2 separate regions of the Capsicum annuum genome follow, and region 2 is linked to region 1. Evidence: chromatin contacts called from public Hi-C data. All regions are on one chromosome and are shown on one strand. Each heading gives the region's core, a stretch centred on a gene start, on an enhancer-like site or on the middle of the called end of the contact. The rest is flanking DNA. Distances are from core to core; before and after follow the strand shown. Region 1 overlaps LOC107873343. Region 2 holds the start of LOC107873342 (putative ABC1 protein At2g40090).

The links. Hi-C and Micro-C count contacts between places; a contact is called where the count stands out from the background.
Region 2: a Hi-C map of leaf shows a contact between it and region 1, with 2.8 times the contacts expected there. The contact joins the promoter of LOC107873342 here to the enhancer-like site in region 1. A contact is called at or near these places in 2 of 5 Hi-C or Micro-C datasets (both in leaf).

The regions. Positions count from the first base shown.
Region 1 is chr6:91,163,423-91,170,179 of UCD10Xv1.1, reverse strand. It overlaps LOC107873343, which reads right to left. Exons shown (of 8, transcript XM_016720153.2): 8 at 4,458-5,012. The coding sequence ends at 4,836. Among protein-coding and RNA genes, the nearest start is that of LOC107873343, 15 kb to the right of the region's middle. Within about 2 kb of position 4,144, at least 5 of the 5 cell types and tissues checked have an H3K27ac peak or open chromatin away from gene starts, as enhancers often do. A contact at or near this core is called in leaf, where this site is marked.
Region 2 is chr6:91,638,911-91,645,667 of UCD10Xv1.1, reverse strand. It overlaps LOC107873342 (putative ABC1 protein At2g40090), which reads right to left and starts at 4,076. Exons shown (of 10, transcript XM_047414815.1): 1 at 3,708-4,076. The coding sequence starts at 4,044.

The sequences.
Region 1 (6,757 bases), core at 2,895-5,394:
TGGTCAAACTTGGTCAACACTTGAATATTCATCTTGTTCATCCATCATCTTCATATCTTAGTGAAGAAAAATATTCAAAGGTGTTGTTTGAACCAAAAGAGGAAGGAAAGAGAGTGGAAAAGTTGTTAGTCCAAAAGCATATTCCAAGAATATTCAAGTCTTCCAAAACGGGGAGGGGACAAGGGGACGAGGGGACAACAAAGTACATTTGCAAGTACAAGGGGGATACCATTGCATTTCAATTTACATTTGAGGCTTGAAAGGACCTTAAACTGCCTACTTACCCCTCAAAATCCGAAACTCTCTTCTTCCCAAAGTGATACTTGGCCGAAACAAAGAGTAGGGAAATTGAAAATTCGAAAAAGTGACAACCAACCATGTAGTGCCATGTCATTACTTGTAATCAACCAAATTCATCTCTAAAATTAGATTTTCTTAGTTTCTAATTTTTTACTCTAGGTTCTTAAAAGTTGATTCTATCCCTAATTAGTAAGCTAGTAAGTATCTACTAGTTTGGTAATTAGATTAGATTCCATTTGTTTCGTGTCTTTGGTTTTTGTGTGCCTTTTCTCATTTTTAATTCGTAGTGTTTTGTTGGTTCAAGTTCATACATCACTTTATTTGAGTCATTTCAAACAAAGATTGATTCTGGACCAAAGCTTCTCACCACTCAAGTAACTTGCCAAATATTGCCAATTATCCAATACTTGTGAAGCCAAGTGTGAGGTGAGGTTGAGTGGGAGTGTGGTGAGGCTTTTTGAAGTAATTTGTTTGTTTGTTTTGTAGGTTTCTCTTTGCTGTTTTTTTTTTTTTTTGCTTTTGGTAGGTATAATTATGATGGAATCCGAAGGTACCACGTCCCAACCTTTGGGAAATGATGCTTTGGGAGCCTTGATGACTTAGTTTGAGGCCTTTGCCCAAGATATGAAGAGTAATTGTGATGCTTTGAGGAGTGATATGGATGCTATGAGGAGAGACGTGAAGGGTTATATGGGATCAATGAGGGCTGACATGATTAGAATTAAAGAAGGGACTATGTCCATCAAAACCTCCACAAAATTCAAACCACCAAGTCCCAAATCCACTTAACCAAAGACCCTACACTCCACAAAGCCCCATGCCATAAATCCAAACCCATCATCAACCAAATCTAGTTCCCCCTCTCCAAACTTCCCTAAACCAAATTCCCTCCATCCAAGTAGAAAAAGTAAAAGATCTAAAACCCATAAAAGGTGAGGCCGAGCCTTAAGATGGAGAGGAAATGGATGGTGAGGTACAAGAATAATGTGTGAAAAAAAAAAAGAAAAGGGAAGGAAAGGTCTTGGAGCGTGAGCTTGAAAAGGGAAAAACAAATTTGATTGTGGGAATTGCCCACAAATGTGCCTTGATACTTCCTAACCAAAAGACTAGCATTTTGCCTAGCTTTGATTCTTCTTATGTGCAGGTACAAGATAAAATGATATCCAAGAAGGATCCAAAATGAACTAGTGACTACCTTGACCGAGAGCTCCAAAAAGGTGGACTGCCCAAGCTTAACCCAAGGTGACTTTGCTATTCTCAACACTTTTTTGAACTCAAAAAGTTGTGATTTAGTGTCTTGTAAAGTGGTTTTGGGTTTACAAATGTATACCTCCTTCCTTAGTAACTCTTTTGTTGTGAATAATGATCAACTTTCTCTTAAAACTAGTTTACTACTTGAATATGGGAATTGTGGGATTGAAAAACCTCAAGTTAGTATTGATGTTTATAATGTTGATCTTGATAATGATTATGGTCCCTTGTACTTCTTGTGTGGTGAGAACCTTGCTATTAATTGTGTTTTTGGTGATCATGTGTATGGAGAGATTGCAGATGATGAAATGTATGTTGTTAAGGGAGGCCTACTAAGCCATAGGTCCTTAACCTTGTGTGCTAGTCTTCCCTTAAGAAAAAATGTTTTGGGTGAGTGTGATACCCTAGTAAATGAAATGAGTAGCTTCGGATTATTCCCTTGGCCACTTCACCCATTTGATCCCGGTGTACTGTGAGGTTGGGAAGGGATTGTTTTGGCTTGTGCTTATTTTCCTTGATGTTTACCTTAGCTCTATTCTTTGTGATGTATATACTAATTGTTTCATGGATAAACCAAGGGATTGCTGGTTGTATGTCAAATATGTACCCCCTTGGCATGATAATCTAGTGCAAGGAATGCTTAACCATGGGCTAGACCCTTGCTTACTATTTTCTTTTGACCCCGGAATACTTTTGAGATGTGAAAGTTGTAGTTTTGGGTCATACTCAATTATTTTTTATATTGATGCTATTCATGTATTTGGTATCCTTTATTCTAAGTTTTTTATGTCAAATACCAAGGATATGTGGGTGTATATCAAGTTTGATCAACCATAGGTTGATGATATGAGTGTGGTACTAATACTAACCCTCCTACCAAGAGAATTGTGTGTTTGTTTTGATCTCTCTTTGGTTTTGCAAGATCTGAATTTGGGGAATTTCTTCAAGATGAAGAGGATGATACAAGCACAAGGAGCACCAAGAGCACAAGGTATTATCTAAGGGCAAGGCTTCAGAATTAGCAATCAATTGAACACTTTTTGAAATATTTTGAAGCCTTGGTCAAGAGAAAGAAAAAGGGGAACTTATACACTCAAGAGACGCCTCAAGTGAAGGGCATTGAAGACATTTTGCACTCCAAAGTAACACTCAAGAGGCGCCCCAATTCCCTCTCTCATTAAGGGCATTTTTGTCCATTGAATGTAATAGTATAAATAGACCATTTTACTTCTCTTTTCATTAGTTTGGATGAATATTGAAAGGATACTATTTAGAGTTTAGTTCTTAGCCTTAGTTTAGTGATAGCTTAGTGTAGAATCCAAAACTTAAGTGTTTTAATGCAATTGAATGGATCTTCACTTGTGTTGAACATTTGGCAAGAAAGATGTGCTTGAGGAAATGTCAGTCCTTTGGGTCACCTAAGAGAGTTGTTTGAGCTTACATTGATGATGTGTGTTTGAAGGTTTGATACACCTTTTAGTGCTATTCATTGGTGGAAGTGAGGGTCTCTCTACTATCTTTACTTTATGCATCTCTTCTTCATCTTTTTTCTTTTATGTGTGTTGTTTTTCCTTTTGTGTGTTTGCTGATTTTTGCCTTTAAGTGTCAATTTCGTGTTTTAGCCTTCCTTTAGGCTATCAGTTTACATGTCTTTCTGTTGTGAATCTCCACTCTGACGCTGGAGCTTTTGTCCATTTTAATGTACAGTTTCTTCGATTTCTTCAGTTTCCTCACCTTTGATTTTATCGATTCTATCAAATTCTCCAATTAATCGCCATTTGAGGAGGAGAAACGTATGGGGAGTAGTGGGTTGACACTACTTGCTGCTAGCTGATATATAGGAGAAAAATAATGGAGTTAATGGTATTTATGGGTTTTGATATATAAGTAGTAATTTTGGTTCAGAAGTAATTACGTGGCTAATTAATAAGTTTGATTTTTTTTATTTTAATTTTGATGTGCTGAAATGAAATTAATTTGTTAATTCTTGATCTTCATAGAAAAGTTTATTTGTTGTACAATTTGTTTATTTTATTCTTCATATGATTGTGTATTTGATTGAAGATTTTTTGTGGATAGGAGTGAAAAAAAAAAAGAAAAGAAATAGAGGAAGGAAAAGACATGGGGGTGGTGGGGTATGAGGAAGAAGAAGAAAAAAATAATGATCAAAAATTTTAAAGTGGGCCCCACTTAATTTTTTTATACTTTTTTTCTCTAAAACGCACTTTCATTTTTTAAAAAAAAAAACATTGTCACGACAGCCGTTAAGGGAGCAAAATAATACATTTTAAAGTTCATAAGGGGTAAATAATTACAGATTAAGTTTAATGACTAAAGTGAGTTTTCGTGACAAGTTTAGGAGGATAAACATGCTTTTTTCTTTTTTGCTTTCTTTTTTTAGTTTAACCATTTAGCATCGAGAATGTATTGGCCCAACGAACTCAAATTCACTGTAACCTGAGACACATTAAAAAAAATAACTCCCTACTAGCAATTTTTCATTAGCATTACTCGAATCATAAACCCCAATTAATGGGGACGGCGGATTTAGCAGCGGATTTAGCATTACTCGAATCATAAACCCCTATTAATGGGGACGGCGGAATCCGTTCCATCCCACCCGCCACATTCCTTGATGGTGTATAGAGATCAATTTGATATAGGATCGTGTCCATATTATTAGTCAAAAAAGAAAAATACCAAGTTCAAAGATGATCCGCCATCTGAAGATGCTAACAACCGGTCAACCGGTAATTTTACGCGCCTATGATTTGACAATCCGTGGAGCCAACTTGTTTGACCCTATAACTGAAATACACAATACATTTCTTAAATATGACATGGAATTTTGCCTATAAACACGTCACACGGACCTAAACATGAACTGCAATTTCACAAGAAGCAGCTTTTATCAACAAATATAACCAAGTGAATTCTTTTTATTATTTACCCAAAATCACCAATACACGCCAAGATTATATTCACATCTCACAAGACTCAAAACAGCACAAGGAAACTGTGTTATCCTCCAAAGGCATAACAAAGCAGTTTTTCCCTATATTATCTACAAGAAAGCATCAAAAAATGAAAACCGAATCCTTATAAGCAACAGAGAATCTGGAAACCGAATCCTTATAAGCAACAGAGAATCTGGAAACTATGTACCCATTGAATCAATATCCGCAACAAAGAACGAACCTCTGCTGTCAGGAAACCTTTGTGCCCCGAGAACAGCTTCAAACTCGTGATATACCATGAAACACAAACAAGTAATACTTCGGATTCTACTTGTACCAACGGGAAAGCCAAGGGTGACCTAGGGCCTCCTTAGCCGTGGGGCGCTTTTGAGGAGTTATCTCAAGCAACTTTCTGACAAAGTCGAGGAACAATGGATCAGAAACTGACAGCTGATGCTCCAATGATGTTTCCTCGGGGATGATGTATTCCAGTAGACTAGTATCCTATTAAAGAATTCCAAACATAATCAATCAGAAGTTGGACAACTTGTGTTATTCAGATTCTGATGTGATCTGGACTGAATTCCAACAGAAATAAGAGTTCTAATCTAAATTCAACTAAGAAGAAAAGGAATTAAGATAAGATTTTCATTCATTCATACCCTTCACGACATTTTCTCCACTACATATATCAGCTTACTTTCCCCAAATGGGCTGGACTATAAGAGTCAATTAAATAAAAGAAAAAGGTCAATGTGGTATTAACCAAACTATGACTTAAAAACCTGATGGGTCTCATTATCATTATGTAAACTTGTTAACTAACTTTCAGCTGCTTCTCCAACGACCAGACATACAGCTCCGCAAGCTCAAAGTACCACTCTTCTATGCACATTTCTTCCGTTGATTTCCAGAACACAACAATACTCTCCTGTCAAAATTTTCCTTGTCCTCAAGAAACAAAGGAGAGAAAACGAACGCGGAAAGCATTATGATCTTCCCAGGTGGACTGACTCAGTCTCTGGCAATTCAGCACATTCAACAAGTACTTGAACAATTGCCTTGTTCCCCTTTTGAACCATTCTCCTCTCTAGAATCCGGTTAGGACTGGGGAAATATGGACTGGAGAGATTGACCACAGGAGGATGGGAAACCTGATCAGGTAGGGCATAACAGGGTTTGAGTTGAGAAACATGGAAAGTTGGGTGCAACAGCAACTCAAGTGGAAGGGCCGACTTGTATGCAACAGTGCCGATCTTCTTGATGATCATATAGGGTCCATAATATTTTATTGAAGTGATGTCTGTACATGGTGACCTGTCTATAGCGTTGTATCTTCAAAAACACCCAATCCCCTTCTTGAAATTGCCGATTAGACCTCTTCCTATTAGCTTGAGCAGTCATTCTTTGTTGAGCACGAGTGATATGAAACTTGAGCAGCTGGTGCTTGAATTCTCTTGTGACCATACTTCTGTCAACCTCGGGAACCTCAGAATCCCCAGCCATATAAGGTAAGTGTAAAGGTGGTGGCTAGCCGTAAAGGGCTTCAAAGGGTGTTGTTTGTGTAGATGAATGGAAAGAAGTGTTATACCATCATACTGGACCCAATCTACAGATGAGTCTGAACAATAGCAGCGCAAATGTTTCCAAACACCTGTTTACCACCTCAGTTTGACCATCCGATTGAGGGTGGTCGGCAGTAGATGTATTAAGGGTCACTCCTTGAATAGCAAATAGCTCCTCCCAAATCTTACTAGTAAAAATGGGGTCCCTATCACTGACTATACTGTCAGGTAATCCATAAAGTATAAAAATCTGCTCCATAAACAATTGAGCCAATTCAGCAGCTGAGTAAGGATGGGGCAAAGCCAAGAAATGGGCATACTTGTCAATCTATCCACCACAACCCAGATCACAGTTTTCTCTTAAGACTTGGGTAAGTCCTCGATAAAGTCCATACTGATACTACTCCAGGCTAGTGCAGGTACCTGAAGAGGTTGTAAAAGTCCTGGGTAAGCTGCATAGTCACTCTTACTCTTTGGCAAATAGCACACTTTTTAACATACTCCAATACATCTGCCTTCAACCCTTTCCAGTGAAACAAGGAAGCAATCCTTCTATAAGTATGATCTATACCTGAATGTCCACCAGTAGGTGAATCATGCCACATTGAGAGTATTTCACTCTTAAGAGTAGGATCAGGCCCCACAACCAATTTACCATGCCTTCTTAACTGACTGTTAATATAG
Region 2 (6,757 bases), core at 2,827-5,326, 480 kb before region 1:
CTGCACAAAGTTTGACTCCATCTAATATTTCCTTCCGCTCAAATTGTCTTTCCAACCAAACTTTTCTTCTGTGGAGATCCCAAGATTCCCTTGCAAGTTGAAATCTGATCTCCAATTCTCTGATTCCTTATAAAGCTCCTGGTAGAAACTCATAATAGAGTTTTTAATGCCCTAAAAATAAGTTCCCCTTCTACCTTCAAAATATCAAAAGAGTTGAATCTCTTAGGAGCAATGGCCACCTTGTTGTGGTGATATTGGTGTTTTTATCAACATATTTTACCATTGGACCCTAAATCTTTGTCTCTGAGCTATTTCCTCATTTCTAACTACTTCTTCAAACTACATCGTTAGATGTGCCTTTTGCAATTGTTCATCTACAGTTAGTGTTCTATGTCTATAATCTTGAATAGATTCCAAGTTGCTAACTTGTGATAGAATCTTATCCTTTCTTTCCAGTTGTTTCGGTTTACTTTGTTCCATTCTTTGAGTTTGCATTGTAATAGGCTTAACTTAAAGGCCAACGAGAAATTTGTAATAGGCTTAACTTAGAGGCCAACGGGAAATCATGTACTCCGATCACAATGAAGGAAGACCACCAATTCTCCATCGTGTCTTTGAATTCCTTCTCCTTAGGCAACAATTTTCAAATTTGAAGTAAGATACCTTGAAATTCCCGCCCACGAGTTAGCATAATAGGAATGTGGTCGGAGCGCAATTGCGGGTGAACACTTTGATTTGCCAAAAACTCTTATCCCATTAAGTAGAATACAAAATTATTTTATGCACATCTATGGTTATATCCTCTTCTCTAAGTGTAAGACCCTCCAAATAAAGAAGGGTTTAGCAACTCCAAGTCATTTATACAAGTATAAAAAACAGTCATAGTCTGTTGCCGATGGAAATCTGGAGACACTAAAGTCACCACAAACTACCCAAGAACCATCACAAATTTCTTTTATTACAAACGATTCCGACCACAACTCTTCTCTCTCCCTCATATCACATTCGACATAGAAAACAAAAAGGTACCAAGTCAGGTCTTGGTTGATCCCAAAGAATTCATGAGAATCTAGTTCCACTACCTATGAGCACGTCCTTCCACACACTCTTGTCCCATAGAACAATTATGCCTCCACTTATTTCTATAGAGGCCATCCAAACCCCTCTAATCTATTTGTTTCCCATAGCAGTTGAAAAAAATTTCCTATTGTCCCCCATAGTTTTGTCTCTACAAACATATATATGTCAGCTCCTAATTGCTGCACCAATGATACTTATATTTTATGTCAATGATAAGATTTGAGTTCTTTTGGTACCTGCTAGTTGGTGTTGCTTGGCAGTTGGTGTTGCTTGGCTCATTTGATAGTGACAAAGTTTTCACTTACAGTTTTTTTTATCCAGTTTCGTAAATAGAATCTCCACTTCTTTTTCATGGCCATTGAACAAAACCCCCAAATACTTGCTTAGTGGGATAATGTTGTTTTGAACCCATGTTGTCGATCTGACCTCGACCTCACTGTTGAGACATTACATTTAATGGATAGGATTGAATTGAGATAGGGTCCTCACAAGACACCAATTGAATTTCTATATTTTCCCATGTTTTCCGACTGCTCTCTTAGGGACAAAGGTAAAGAACCTCGGAAAGATCCAATTTTACTGGTTCATCGAGATGATCATCTTCCTTATTCGAAGTTGCGCAAATGTTGAATGTCGCCTTCTCTAATTCCATGAAAACATCAATTCCACTATGTGTTCAAAGAAAATTAAGGTGCTCTGAAAATTGTCTTTAACAAAAGGCTCTTGGGCAGTTCTTCTTTGGCTAATTCTAGGCCTTAATTAAGAGGACCAGTATCGCACCCTTAGGCGAAAGCCAAAACATATATTTTTAAATTCTAATGTACCCCAATTTTAAAAGTTTCGTGCTCTAGATGAGATCCCCTTTCACCATAAGGTTGACCTTGAAGCAAGTTAACAGAGCCCTTCTTTTGTGCTTTTGTGTCGCATATCTTTCCATCCTATGCTACCAAGACAGGTTGTACCTCTCCTAAAAAAACCCTTTTCTCACTCCCACTGAACTACTGTCTCCCTTCTCCAGTTTACGGTGAGTCACCAAGCCTCTAACCATACTGGGAGTGTGAATGCCAAGTCACTATTGGCGATGCCAAAATCTTCTCCAGTAGTCCTTTAACGCGAACTCTAGCCCATCTCAAATGATTCTTCATCTTGGATTCCACTTTTGTCTCAAACCACCCACCACACTTTTCTCCGGTCTTCTTCAAAATGAATTTGACCAAAGGTAAGTGGTGACCGAATTGTACAGACTCTAGAACAAACTGAAACTTGTATGGCTTGGGAAGCTTCCCGTTGTTGGTGATCACCACTAAGTTTTAGCTATCTGTTCTACCTCCTCCAATCCCCTATTAAAATATGCTATGTCGCTGCTCTGGATCGGAATTCAAAGAGGAACTGGATGCCACTCATGTCATAGACCAGGATTCCTTGAGCACCTTTCCAGGTTATTTTGAGCTCATCTCCTAACATCATTGCAAGTTGGAGTGTTTTCCACACCATAAAACTTCCCAACCAAGCATCTACCTAGAAGGTCCTTGCCATCTAAATTTTGATGTGCACAGATGAACTAACCTTGTTCATCATCAGCTCTCTCTCCGAGTCCATATGTTCTTGTCTAGCGTTTCTTTGCAACTCCTCTCCCCTACCATCGATGTAGCATATTTTTTGAGATTTTGTGTTATTAGATTCCTATTAATGAAGTTCTCTATCTTTGTTACCAATATACTCCATCCCTCATCAAATAAGATTTATCTAACGTTTTAGAAAGAGACCTGCTAAGTAGGTGTATGATTGTGGGGTTTTGTAATCATGGAATTGGAATTCCTACTTGCTCTGGTTTCAGGAGGTGGATTGGCAATAAATGGAGTCATATAAGAGGGATTCAAATTTATGAAATGTATGGTTCTCATCTTTTTTTTTAGTTTCCAACAGGGAAAATGACGGAACACAATATGTTAGGGGTGTGGAAATGAAGGCAGGCAACATGGTATCTCAAATGGTGATCTCCAACCGGAGGTTGTTTGTCAGCATGGAAGAAACGAGACTGGTCCTGGATCAGAGACATTGGTCCTCCTCTTTATCTGTGGTCTCACAATATTATGAATGAAGTTGTCGATTACTGTGGTAGCTAACTGGAAACCGAGGAGGGAACCAACCTCAAAAATCATTTGATGAGGGCTCAAATCAAGATAAAGGGTTCTCTGGATGAGATCCCTAAATTTGTTGAAATAGAAGGTGTGAGTTGTGTATAAAGATCCCTATTTGGTGTGAATTGCCGGTGATCATGAAAAGGACACTGGCAGAGATGAAGACATTGGGGAAGGTACGCCTAAAACCTATGAACAAGCAGAAGCTACACAGCCTATTTGTATCGATGAGATAGAGCACGTAGGCCAAGCAGTGGGGCTTTTAAAGTGTGATAGCCTTTATATTAGCTCAAAAAGATCGTACCAATTATTACTTGTCATTTGTTTCTCCATCCTATGGTTATCTAGAGAAAAGAGAAGACACATCCAGCATCAATTGATAAAAATAAAGTTGTATATTTCTAGCCATGGCTACAAGATTCAAAGGACGGGAAAAGGGAAAATGAAAACAAGAAAGAGGAGATTCTCAGGATTGAATCAGAGTACCGAACGCAATGGTGGCAGCCGTGACGGAATCGCGACAGAGGCGGAGAGGAACAATCGTGCAAAGCTTGAGGGCCATGGCTGGGTCGTCGGAGCTGGCAATTGTGGCTGCCGCTGCTCCACCACCAAGGGCGGTGGTGGCCACTAACAGCTTGGTTGTGGCGCGCCACAGAGACCGACCAGCCATTTCCTGAACTTCGACGAAAAATGTTATGCTAACCACAAACCAGAATAATATTCTATTTCCAACATTAGCCCCGCGGTTTAATGCCCACTCAACCGCCTCACTTCCCTGGCCACGTTTTCTCTTCTTTATCATCTTACATCGACTTTTTTCCATCTTGGTTGTGTTTGGTATATTTTTTCTGGAAAATATTTTTTTTGTTTGGTTGTAGTATAATTTTGAAAAATATTTTTGAAAAGAACTTATTTTTCTTCCTCCGAAAGAAAATGATTTCACTTGTGGGCAAAGGAAAGTCATTTTCTATAAAATATTGAGATGTGATTTATTAGAATTTTGAACCAAAATATGAATACAGTGATCAAAATAGGTCATTTATTTAATAAGTTATCAAAATTGGTCAAACATAATAATTTATTACATTTCATACCTTTTTTTAGCAGTTTGATAGTGGATGTGTACATTGAAAATGTTTTAATAAAACGTAGTAATAATTTATTATGTTTTACAAAAAAATTTATAAAACGTAATAATTTATTAAGTTTTACAAAAAATTTTGTAAAAAATAATAATTTATTACGTTTACATGATTTGACATAAAGAAATGATATGATAATACACTGAGTTTTAAAAAAAAAATTATAAATTAAAACTTTATAACTTTTTTAAGTTTTATAAATTAAAATTTTTTATTACAATTTATAAATTATAACTTTTTATTCGTTTCTTACCAAAAAAGAAAATTAAAAAGTTATTGCTTCGTTTTGTCAAATCAAGTACCATCTAGCTCACTCTTTTTGACTTTTTCTTTCATAAATCGTATTAAAAGTTACTTTTTAATAAATAAAAAAATAAAAAATACATAATTATAAATTTATTTTATTAATATGTAATAAAAAATTACATTGTTTTCTAAATTTGGTCTGATGAATGTATAATTGTTGATGTTACATCTCATACAAACTAATCGAATGATTAAAAATATGTAGTTAAATATTATGTTTTAGAAAATATATTAGATTTTTAATTAGAGGTTCACGCTCATGTAAAGTTTAAATTTAGGTAAAAAAAATATATTTTCTATTCACCAACCAAACACCATAAAATATTTTTCGGAAAATATTTTTCACTCAGCAACCAAACATAAGAAAATAAGTAAAACACCAACTTATTTTCTATGAAAATATTTTCTAGGAAAACATTTTCCATGAAAAATATTTTCCATCATACCAAACACACCCCTTATTTTCTGACTTCTTGTGTGTGTTATTAAGAAAATTAAACAAAAGATGTCATCCAAGTTTGATTTAAAATATTGGTGATACTTTGTAATACCCCGTACTTTTCCTAGCTTGAAAAGTTTCCCAAGAATATTAGAAGCTTTCTTCGAAAGATGAATCCACTTTTTTACACGTGGTATTTTCAAGATTTTCACTTTTTGTCATGTGAAAAATTCAATAAGCCTTCCATCGATACCAAATTCGACACTCAGGTGAAAGGTTAGATCCTTTTTAGTGAGACAGTGTATCACTTGAGCTTCAGCGCATCGCGGAGATAGCTCAAATGGCAATTGTCAATTTCCAGTGTTGCTCTGCAATAGTGGCACATCGCGTCAAACTTCTAGGTCGCAGACAAGGTGACAACGCGATAGCTCCACGTCATACCACCGTGCAATTTCCCATTTGTCACTTTCCAGTGACTTGGCACGTCACACCAAGGATGAAAATCGAAAAAAATTTCTCAGAAATTAAAGACGCGTCCAAGGTTAAAAGGGTCAATTTTCTACCCCTGTTTAAACCCAATAGCACATGATTTAGCCATTCTTCACCCAAAATATATCAGTTTCTCTCAAGTTTCACTCAATAACAATCTAAGGTTTCTATTGGGGATTCAAATTCAAAAAGGTTTCACCATCAATCTTCACGAAATCACGAACTAAGGTATGCATAGTGTTCATTCATGGACTCCTTTCGTCCATAAAACCTGAGAATCTCTTTTCTAAGTTTATCTTTATTGATTTCTTTATGTATTTCATGTTGGGTTTGTTTTATTTATGTTGAGAATGAGCAATTGAATTCAAATCCATATTGGGTGATCAATTTTATATGGAATTGATTTATATAGATGTATATTTATGTGAACCTATAAATAAACCTTAGGATGATGAAATTAGAAATGAATCATGATGATTAATTGTTGTATAATGTTGTCTACATGTGCTATGCCTACCATGTGTATGATTAAATGCCTAGATAAAGGAACAATGGCCAACTAGTATGATATCATGAAATCTCCATGTATGTACAAGCTTATGCATATCACATGTTTGATGAAGTGTTTCAATATATGAATTATGAATTGTGTTGTTGGTTATGTGTTCAAGTAAGCTATGCTATGTTAGTTTCTTCTCATCGAGTCCTGGGGGTACTTGTACTCGAATATTTAGTTGTGTGCCTAGAGTCATGTCATGTTTTCATGATCTCCTCAATCAAGCTATTATCCATAGAACTCAGTCAGTCATGTGACTCTGGAAATCTCAGTAATTTCAGTAGCTCAGTATTCTCAATCAATCCTCAGAACTCAGTACATTCCATCAGTCAACGAAACTCAGTAAATTCAGTTTAGCTCCACTAGACAATACCACTAGTATTAGTTCAGTTCAGTTAATTAGCTCAATTCAGTGTTTTTTAGATAGAAGTAGAATTCAGCACCGAGCGAGCCTAGGGATGGGGACTCACCCGCTAGATAGGACTGAGATCCCTAGAAGCAATCCCTAAGTTCCATAACTACGTAGCCTGCATAAGTACAAGATGTCACCCGTTAGATAGGACTGACATACTCAGGGATCACCTGTTAGCGTATTTAAATGTAT